Regions from separate parts of the Mus musculus genome. Here regions 1 and 2 are each linked to region 3. Evidence: chromatin contacts called from public HiChIP or PLAC-seq data. All regions are on one chromosome and are shown on one strand. The core of a region is the stretch at or near the end of the contact, and the rest is flanking DNA. Distances in the headings are between cores, read along the strand shown.

Evidence for each region. HiChIP or PLAC-seq counts read pairs in DNA pulled down with a chosen protein or histone mark.
Region 1: a contact with region 3 is called in a FOXA1 HiChIP or PLAC-seq map of pancreatic cancer cells. The contact joins two enhancer-like sites. A contact is called at or near these places in 6 of 484 Hi-C or Micro-C datasets (the HL-1 cell line, brain, cerebral cortex and 3 more) and 2 of 115 datasets of contacts at active chromatin or transcription factors (embryonic stem cells and pancreatic cancer cells).
Region 2: a FOXA1 HiChIP or PLAC-seq map of pancreatic cancer cells shows a contact between it and region 3. The contact joins two enhancer-like sites. A contact is called at or near these places in 1 of 115 datasets of contacts at active chromatin or transcription factors (pancreatic cancer cells) and 1 of 9 other capture datasets (embryonic stem cells).

What each region holds. Positions count from the first base shown.
Region 1 is chr9:59,013,272-59,016,386 of GRCm38.p6, reverse strand. The region is part of intron 1 of Neo1 (neogenin); the gene reads left to right. Among named protein-coding and RNA genes, the nearest start is that of Neo1, 22 kb to the left of the region's middle. Within about 2 kb of position 1,501, at least 8 of the 459 cell types and tissues checked have an H3K27ac peak or open chromatin away from gene starts, as enhancers often do. A contact at or near this core is called in pancreatic cancer cells, where this site is marked.
Region 2 is chr9:58,977,751-58,981,378 of GRCm38.p6, reverse strand. Neo1 (neogenin) reads left to right here. Exons shown (of 28, transcript NM_001042752.1): 5 at 2,618-2,754. Among named protein-coding and RNA genes, the nearest start is that of Neo1, 57 kb to the left of the region's middle. Within about 2 kb of position 2,033, at least 40 of the 459 cell types and tissues checked have an H3K27ac peak or open chromatin away from gene starts, as enhancers often do. A contact at or near this core is called in pancreatic cancer cells, where this site is marked.
Region 3 is chr9:59,187,536-59,190,652 of GRCm38.p6, reverse strand. No RefSeq gene overlaps it. Among named protein-coding and RNA genes, the nearest start is that of Gm33053, 46 kb to the left of the region's middle. Within about 2 kb of position 1,377, at least 80 of the 459 cell types and tissues checked have an H3K27ac peak or open chromatin away from gene starts, as enhancers often do. A contact at or near this core is called in pancreatic cancer cells, where this site is marked.

The DNA.
Region 1 (3,115 bases), core at 252-2,751, 170 kb after region 3:
TATTTGTGGTTATATTCCCAGTAAGTTACTAGCAAGAATTTGAAAACAGGCCAGAATTATAAAGTACTAAACTGTGTAGTATTTTCCTTCCTAGAGTTCCTTTGATCTCCAAAGTGCAGTAGCTCTTGTCCTATCTGTGTACTTAAAGCTGCTTCCCCTATTCTAAGGAGAAAGGAAAACAGAAGTGCTATGGTAGAGTGCCCTAACTGACTTGGTTTTAAGCTATTATTGCTACTGGTCATTTAGCGTGCTACCCTTTGCTCCAAAGAACAGAGGTTTTACAGTGAAGAGCTGGCATGCATTGTAAGCTGTTATGTCATACAGTAGACCTATGTTGGTCAACTTAGAAGTAAATATTAGGGCTCCCCCACCCCCACCCCAAGAGATCCTGGAGTTAAATTCTACAGGATAATTTCTATACATGCTTTTCTCCTGAAAAATAATACCAATATAGTTCTTGTTAATGAGTAAAATGGTCCAAGTTTACTCATAAATCTTTTAGGGCTTTTCAATGAGATATTGAAATGTAGGCATAGTAGAGGTGTAGATTTTAACAAATATATCAATGGTTTTATTTATTAATTTATTATTTATTATTTATTTTACATTTTACTAGTTAGAGAAAAATGTGTAGTTTAAATGTCTCCCTTTGTTTTGTGTTCTGTACATTTGTTGTAGAAATCATGTGGTTTTGATTTGGTATTGACGTGTGTGTGTGTGTGTGTGTGTGGTTCATGTGGTTTGGGCTGGCCTCTAGCTTTCTGTGTAGTAGAGGATGGTCTTAAATGCCTGCTCCTTCACCCCATCATCCTGAGATCATGGGTGTGCATCACCACACCCGTTTATATGGTACTGGGCTTAAACCTAGTGCTACCCACTTGTTAGGCAAGCACAGTATGAACTCAGCTACAGGCCTAGTTTCTCATGTGTATTTTTAATTTGTATTTTTCGTTCATATGTGAAATTAAACAACTGTTAGTGGAGATAATCTTTTCTATGAACTTTGTTGATGTTAAATAGTTTCCCTTCAGAAGTCAACTGTTAGTGTTGGAGCTACAAAGAGTGAATAAATTTCCTGAGAGGAAACGATAATAAAATATTCAGGAAGTCGTTAGGAAGCAAGAACTTTTGTTCTTGTTCATTCAGATAAGCAGTTGAGACTTTTTAGTATATCAATATAGTTTGTACTAGTGGAAGGAATGAAAGATTTGGCAGCTTCTAGTACTGTTGGGGACCTTGAACTGTGTAGAATAATGGAATATAGAATGCATAAATGTTAACAATTTCTTGTAGCTGTTTGAATTATTTCCTACCTCAACCCCTTTTGAGTATCTTTATCAGAGAAAAATGTGAGAACTATCTGAAATCAATATGTGACTAACTCAGGAGGGACCCTGGTCTTGGGGAGACCTGCAGGAGTTGATTGCCTTTCACCTCTGGCGTGTGAAGCAAGCCAGTAGTATGACTGAGTTTTCTTCCCATGCCTTGCTTTCTGGTCACTTCTTGGTTGTTTGTCTTAGTCATTAATTTCCCACTTTGCTATAGAATCTTTGGTCACTGTGACTAGCCTGTGTTTTTCCTTTTTGAATGGAATTATTACACGTGTTTTTAACAAGCTGAGTTTAGTTTGCATTTTCTTCTGTTTATGTCAGAAGCAGCTTTACCCTTGAGTGATAAGCTCTGGATCCCGTCACGTGGATGAGCCTCTTCTAGAACCTGTGAGAGGTCCCAACATTGCATTTGGTAGTTAGATATTGCACCTGTAAATTGTGCTAAATTGAGGATTTGATTCCCCCTTCTGAATTATGTATGGGGTCAAACCTTTCAAAACCCAAACCAGTTTGGACGATGGTAGAGGTTTAGTGTCCATTTCTAAATGAAGCTGAGGAAAGTTTAGTGAAGAATACTGTGAAGGAAGCGCTAATGAGGAAGCCGAGCAGTTGACTATAGAGCAGCAGCTCTGATCTCTTGGCTGTGACTCCTTTGGGGGGGTTGAACAGTCCTTTCAGAGAGGTCTCCTAAGGCCATCAGAAACACAGATATTTGCATTACTATTCATAACAGTAGCAAAATTATAGTTATGAAGTGCCAGTGAAAATAATTTTATGGTTGGGGGTTGCCACAACATGAGGAACTGTATTAGGAGGGTTGAGAACCACTGCTATAGAGTGTGGAGTGGCCAGGGATGCTTTCTCTGGCATCAGGGCCAAGGTAGTGAGTACGTTAAGGTGCTGTCTTTGGATTTAAAGATACATTTTCAAGTAGTGGTTTCAGTAGCATTTTGAATTAAATAAGGAATCCCAAGATAGTATATTTTACTCAGAAATTTAGTAATATAATTTCAGAATCGTTTTATTGAAAAAATTGAGTCATTGTGTTAATTAACAGATCGCTTAAGAGTTAGGAGTTTTATCAGTGAGCCTTTCTCTGAACACAGAGTAAAGATATAAGTCTCGGTTTCTCTGTCACAGCGTGTTAGCTTGGAAGATGATTCTTCTCTCTACTTCATTTTCTCATCCTCTGGCTCTTTCTGTCCCTTCTTTTTCATCCCTTGTTCTCTTCACTTTTGGATTCAAAACTCTCTTGTACTTCTGAGGATTTTGAATGACCACTGAAGATAACCACATTTTAAAATTGTATTTGCTCTGTTCTCCTTAAACATGACTGGGTGTTCTGCATGTCTGGAGACTCTTATTTACAGTTAAAGGAGAGTGCAGTATTTTTAGAGCCAGTTCTATCCAGCCTGCGGTTGGCTAACCAGCTAAGTTTCAAATACGCTTACAATTACTTAGCTTTTCCTAAAATTCCTTTCTGATTGGCCTGATAACATTTCTAGAAAGTTGTATGTATCTGCCACCTGGTGGTGAAATGGTATAGCAAATGTTAACTTTTAGAACTGTAATACTATTTAAGCTCTACTTAAGCTCTCTGGATATGTAGCATTTTCTTACCCTCCTTTTTTTGGTTGAGAAGATATTACTTTAATACACTACTACAGGAACATTTTGACTAATTTGTTTTACGGTGACTTCTTAGATTATAGGTGACTTCTTAGATTATGAAATTTGTATATTCATCAGTTGCATAACTTCTGACTTCTTTGAAAGCATGTTTC
Region 2 (3,628 bases), core at 784-3,283, 210 kb after region 3:
CAAAACCATTCCTGGTTGAGAATGGCTCTTTCAGAACAGTATATAAAATGCAATGCATGCCTCAGATATAAACTAGTTTTCTGATAGCCATGCTAAAGCAATATTTATGTATGCAGCACAATTACAGTAATACTTTATGTGAGGTCCCACTTAGAATGAAACGTAGTTCATCACACCACAGCACCATGAAGGTATAACTAAGGTACAGAATGATTTTTATTTAATGAATAGAAGGGAGAATTTCTGTGACTGCTGCAAGACTTCAACAAATAGTATTGAATGATATTTGAGGTACATTCCTAGGTCTTCAGAACCAAGTAGCAAAGAGAGTTTTTGCTTTTAGAGTAGAAGAATGAGAGAGTAGTAGACATACAATGTGTCAGGTTATAATAAGTACTCTGAAGAAACTCAAGATACAGTATTCCAGGGATTAGAGAGAGGCAGAACGGGGTTAATATTGTATATGGAGTATTAGACAATTGTTCTCATAGAAAGGTAGTTCTCAGGGTAGAGTCTAAGTGACCAATATAAACAAATCATGGTAGGAAAGTCACGTTTCCCCAGTTTTATTTGAAGATTTTTTTTTTTGACAGCAAATGGTTTTTAATCCAACGTGAATATATTATGGTGAATAATATTTCTATGAACTCTGTGGCTAAACCAGGAGACTTTGAAGAACAAGTACATGGTTGTTCTGCCTCTAGTTCTCTAGGCACTTAAATACTTATGAGTATGTCGAGGAAAATCTGAGAAATGCTGCTTTCTTGTGTCACTGCCTCAGAGAACGTCAAGACTTAAGGAGATTGCGATGTCAGCACTCTCCATCCTGGCCTCTCTATCTGGGGAGGCCAAATGTTCAGCAGTGTGTTTTTGGCTGAATTACTGAGTGTTACATGAGGAAACAGAAATAGGTAATAAAACAGAGAAGTCCTTCAGGTTGGATGTAGGTAGTTATCCATAATGTCTTTGTTTTTGCCAGCACCTGAGAAGTGTGGGCGGATTATGCCTAATTTATTACTTAGATTTCAGATTTCAATATTAAAGGGGAAAATGTCTAGAAATCTCAATAGTGCTGGGCTATGTAGAAAAACAAGGTATCGTAAGCATTAGGCATCCTTATTACATCTTTGAAAACAAACACACAAGATCACTATAGGGTTTTTTTTTTTAAACAAATGTCTTAGAATTGATAACATTTAAATTTGTTCGTATATGTTAATATAAAAAAGCAGATAGAATGAGGGATGTGGAAATGGTTTTGTAGAGGAACCCAAAGAATGAGTGCTAAAGCAGGAGGTGAGCAGCAACAAAGTATATGTCAGTGATTGGATAATACCTTCTCTTAGAAGACCGTAGTTCTGAGTGCAGGGACAAAGAAAGGGCTTGCTTACCATACTACAGCTCTTGGTGGTGTGATGGCTCACGCTTGGTGGTGTGATGGCTGGTGTGATGGCTGGTGTGATGGCTGGTGTGATGGCTGGTGTGATGGCTGGCTCACGCTTCCAGGACCATCAAGTACAGGAGTGGATTCTTCAGAGTTTCACTTTTCAAGACTTCATTTCTAGTTAGCACCAGCCTGGAAACAATAGTGAAATAAATAGTGGGTGGGGGAGGGGGGGGGGGCTTTTGGGATAGCATTGGAAATGTAAATGAAATAAATACCTAATTAAAAAAATAATGAAATAAATAAAAAAAAGCTTTAAGTGGCTGCTTTAATTGCATACCTGTAGATTTATATTCCTTGCTTTGTTCAGATATCTTTGTCTATTGATCTAGTTCATAATTCTCCAGATGAACTAAACTTTTTAACTTTAGAAAAATTTGAGAATATTGATTTTCAATTATTTCTGTTATAGGATTGTTGTTTTTTATGTAAATAGGCTTCTATCACCGTAGATTTATGAAAGTATTCATCATCTTTATTGTAAATGGAGTGATGGATGTTGGCTGATTTGCGCCCAGTACACACCCTGGGAGTTACTCAGTGGCATCTGTCCTTCCCTTTTCCTTCCTGTCTTTTTTTTTTTTTTTTAAATACAAACCCATCCCTATCCCCACCTCCTATTTCCTAGCCAGGTCACCATAGGAAACTTTCAGTTGGTGGCACCACCTCATGACTCGTCACCTCGTGACTCGTCGCCTCGTGACTCGTCACCTCATGACTCGTCACCTCGTGACTCGTCGCCTCGTGACTTGCTGCTTGAGTTAACATTTTGCCCTCTGTATTTTTCTTCCTGTTAGTAATCTCATCATGGCGCAGCTGTGGTGAAGTTGGTCTTAGATTGGTTGCAAACTTTAAAATACATAATTTCCATTAAGCGACCAGAATAGGGAGACAGCGATACACTGGAGGAAGTTGAATTGGTCATAAAAGTAATAACTCTTTGGGAATAGCTAGAAGTGCCAGAGATTGTGAAAATTTATTTGTACACGGTGGCATTTATGCATATAAAATAAGAGCAAAACAAACAAATTAAATTCTGATGATTTTTTTGTTAATCTTAGTCAGCTTGTAGCCATCACTATAACAGTGTTTGTGTGCTATTATGGGAAAAGCCTCATAGGAATTCTTTTCCTCATGCTGAAATGTATCGTTTTGTTTGTGTGTTTAATCCAGCTCTGGCAGGTTGGTCTTGCTAGCAGGAGGTTGCTTGGAGATCAGTGATGTCACTGAGGATGATGCTGGGACTTATTTTTGCATAGCTGATAATGGAAATAAGACAGTTGAAGCTCAGGCGGAGCTTACTGTGCAAGGTATGTAAATATTTACTGTGAAATTAAAAATGTTGTTTACTGTCCAGGTCTACTGATTAACAGTAATATGAGAAAGGCAGTACATCATAATCGTTAAAATGCAAACGTCTAGACCGTATCACTTGAATTCAAATTCTGAGTCTGCATTTCACAAATACAGCAATAGAAATTTTTCTTTTCATATATGTGTATGCAGTATGTGTGTATGCATGTTCACATGTGTTTGAGGAGCACATGTTGGGGAGTGCATGTCTAGTCCTGAGACTGATAGCAGAGTCTCTTAGTCAAATCTAGAGCTTGCTGGTGAGGTTACTCTTGCTACCCAGCTTTCTGTGGGGATTCTGTGTCTCTGCCTTCCAAGGCTGGAATTACAGATGAGCTGCCACGTGCACCTGACGTTTGTGTAGGTTCTGGGATCTAAACTCATCCTCTTCACTTCAGCAGTTAAAGCACTTTCTGAAATGAGTTTGTTAGAGAAAACTGTAGAGAAGTTTCACATAATTAAAATTTACCATCTTGCAGACCAACATGTTATTGACACAAGAATAGGAAATAAAAAAGAATGAAGTCCAACTATTAATTGCAGTACTGTGACCACAGTTGTCAGGATCAGAGCCTGACCCTAGCAGCACCAACAAGCGAGGATTAGCCACCTGTCTTCAACAGGCCAATTAAAGAGAAAAATAACAGTGAAAAGCAGAGAAAGAAGATTTACTCAGTGGCCATAATGCAAAGAACAAATAAAGAAGTCTAGTGACCTCCACCTCTCAAGTCCTGAATTATGTATGCCCCCAAACCCGGAAATTGTTGTTAGGAGCATCAAATTAAATACATCTCTCATACTTGTTAGCTTCTGGTTTTACTTCACTATTTC
Region 3 (3,117 bases), core at 128-2,627:
GACGCCGGGCTAGCCTGCTCCACAGGGAGTCCCAGGTCTACCTGCTTTTCCATGCACGTGGTAAAAGGCATCTGATTCTGCCTTTGGTGTCTGGGAGGTAAAGAAAAATGGTCAAAGCTAGGAATGGCCATGTTCGCCTCTTACTGCTCCTATGACTTGAAAAACAGTCAGCCCTATCTCATTAATCAGATTGTATGAGCTCCGGGACTTAGGAAAAACTCCTCCCAAAGTTCCACAGTACTAAGACAAGGGAACAGGAGACCTGCTGCAACCATGACTGCACACCATTAATTCTTATGGACGATTGTGTTGGTAAGAACCAGGACAGTTCATTCAACAAATATTTTCTTTGTTTTTCAATTTTTCTTTTGGGGTGTGTGTGTGTGTGTGTGTGTGTGTGTGTGTGTGTTTGTGTGTGTGCAAGTGTGTGTGTGAAGCCTGAAATTGATGACAGATGTCTTTCTGGGTTGCCCTTTGTGGTGGTTTGAAAAGATTTGGCCCCCATAGACTCATGTGTTTGAATGTTTGGCCCATGAGGAGGAACACTATTAGAAGGTGTGGCTTTGTTGGATGAAGTGTGTCACTGTGGGGTGGACTTTGAGGTCTCTATGCTCAATCTCTGCCCACTGAATAATTCTAGACACTCCTACTGGCTGCCTGTGGAAGATAGTATTTTCCTGGCTGCCTTTGGACCAAGATGTACAACTCTTGGCTCCTCCAGCACCATGTCTGCCTGCACACTGCCTTGCTTCCTGCCAGGATGATAATGGACTGAACCTCTGCAGTTGTAAGCCAGCCCCAATTAAATGTTTTCTTTATAAGAGTTGCCTTAGTCATAGTGTCTCTTTGCAGCAATGGAAATTATGACACCCTTCACCCATCTCTTTGGATGCTGAGAAATGCCTTACCAAATACTATTTAGGATGGTACAGCCTTAAAGAAATTGTTGTGGCTTCTCTGAGTACCCAGAGGCCTTTGACAATGAGGAGAGGCTGCTGGGAGGGAGAAGATGGCTACCACTGAGACCAAGCAGCCACGAGGTTGTAGCTTCCCAGAATCAGGCAGAACTGCACAAACTCCAATGAATTAAGAGTGTAAATTGAGCAGATCGACTTGGCTTGTGCACTACAATAAAGATCTGCAAACACTCGGCTCCGTATTGAACCTGAGGCAGGGTGATTAATTCATTATTCACTTCCTCGGCTGGAAGTGAAAGTGTGTACACCCAGGGGCCAGCACCGATGAGCGTGGTCATAAATCACGCTATTTAGAAGTCTAGCGATGAGAAAATCAGCTGGCTGCAGGGGGGTGTTCTGTAGGCAGCAGCAGAGGCTACAGAGCCAAGACAGGCCAGTTCACTCTCTGGAAACATCCCAACTGGCCAAGCATTTGGCTTCCCAGCCAAGGCAGCCAGCCTCTCTGCTACCCGCCTTGGCGCTTCCTGGCCTTACCACAAGCAAACAAACTCTATTACACCCAGCAGAAGTGTGCTTGTGACCTGAGATGGCCTCTCTCAGTGGACAGAATCCCAGGAATAGTATTATAACCCCCAAAGGGCTGCTGTGGTCTACTGGAGAAAACTAGTCCTTACCCCTCTCCTGGAGTTGTTCTAGGTTTCAGGTCTTTTTGGCCAGGCTCAGGTGGCTCGGCATCCTTCAGTTAGGGTCCCTGGTTGTCACCAGGTGCCAATCCTGAGACACTGTCTTTACCCTATAAGCTCTGCTGCCTTCATACAAGAGTTTGTGGAAGATGTGAATTTTATTTACAATGTAACAATAACAAAGGGTCTCTTTGCACATACTGTCCAATTTAATCTTCACGACAGTGAGAGGAATTTTTATCTACAGTTATGGCAGAGGAAACCTGCTCCATAGAATGGCCTGCTAGAATGGAGCCTTCAGTTGGTCTGTCTGCAAAGCCTGCATTTCTAATGGTTGTGACAGACCATCTCCCTTATCCAGAACATTGTGGTATTTGCTCAAATGCTACAGACATATTTCAGGGCCTGCCAGACTTAGACTATCTTCCCTGGAGCCAGGGTGAGCCCCAAGAGACTGGCCAGAGCTTTGCTTGCTACCAAATTTAGCATGAAAAAATAAAAAAAATGAAGTAAAATAAATGACTAAAAGCATTAGCCACACTGTTTCGCTTTCTCCTCCGGAGCGGAATAGCTCTCCTTAAAAAGGACAAAGCACCCAGACTCCTCTCATCCCTCTTCCCATGACAGCCGCTATGGGCTGCTTGCAATCTGTCTGTAACTTTCTTTGCCTGACTTGGTGCCCAAAGAAATGCGGCTCTCTTAAAAGCAAGGAGCAAAGGAGCAAATAGAATTCCTTAACAAAAGGTCTCTAACCAAGGGACTAGTGAGTGATACTCATTCTCCTCTGTTACAGAAAAGAGCCTCGTGATTCAGCCTACCTGTCTCAAGAGCAGACATCATCTTCTAAGACCACCCCTTCTGCTAAGCAGGGAAAGGATGCTTGTGACCAGAGCTGGAGGTCTCAGCTTCAGGTGGGGCTTCTTCTGTATGCTTCCCTTAGTCGCAGTGAGTTTGTGTTGATCAGGACCCAAGTGAACTTCCCCAGGACAGCCAGTCTGGTTGTCCTCACATGTGGGTTGCATTGGCTAAGAAGGAGGACTGGGAAATGGGCTGTTGCTTACACAAAGTCTCATCCTGAAGAGAGGAGGGTGACCTGAATGGATCACCAGGTAGACTTCACATTAAGCAGGCAACAGATGAAGGTCACTAGAGAGATGGACGGGGGATTTCAGCAGCCATGTTTTCTGTCCACTTGCAGAATCTGTTTACTCAGAGTGCCCACAGCAGGGTGGGGTTGCTCCAAGTGAGCAGGGACATGGGCACAGGCTCCTGGGTGGTGCCTGCCAGTCTCCATGATTGGCAGAGGATGTAAGTGGAGGCTCTGAAGACAGAAAAACCTGGAGAAGATTGCATTTGGCTTAACATAAACATCCAGATATAAATATATATCCAGATATAAACATCCACAATGGTGAGAATTCAGGACATGGTGTCCGGGAGCAGCGAGTTGTAGCTTCCTGACTGTGTGTGAATCTGCCAACAGAACTTACCGAACTTTCTGAACAGGTACAACCCAA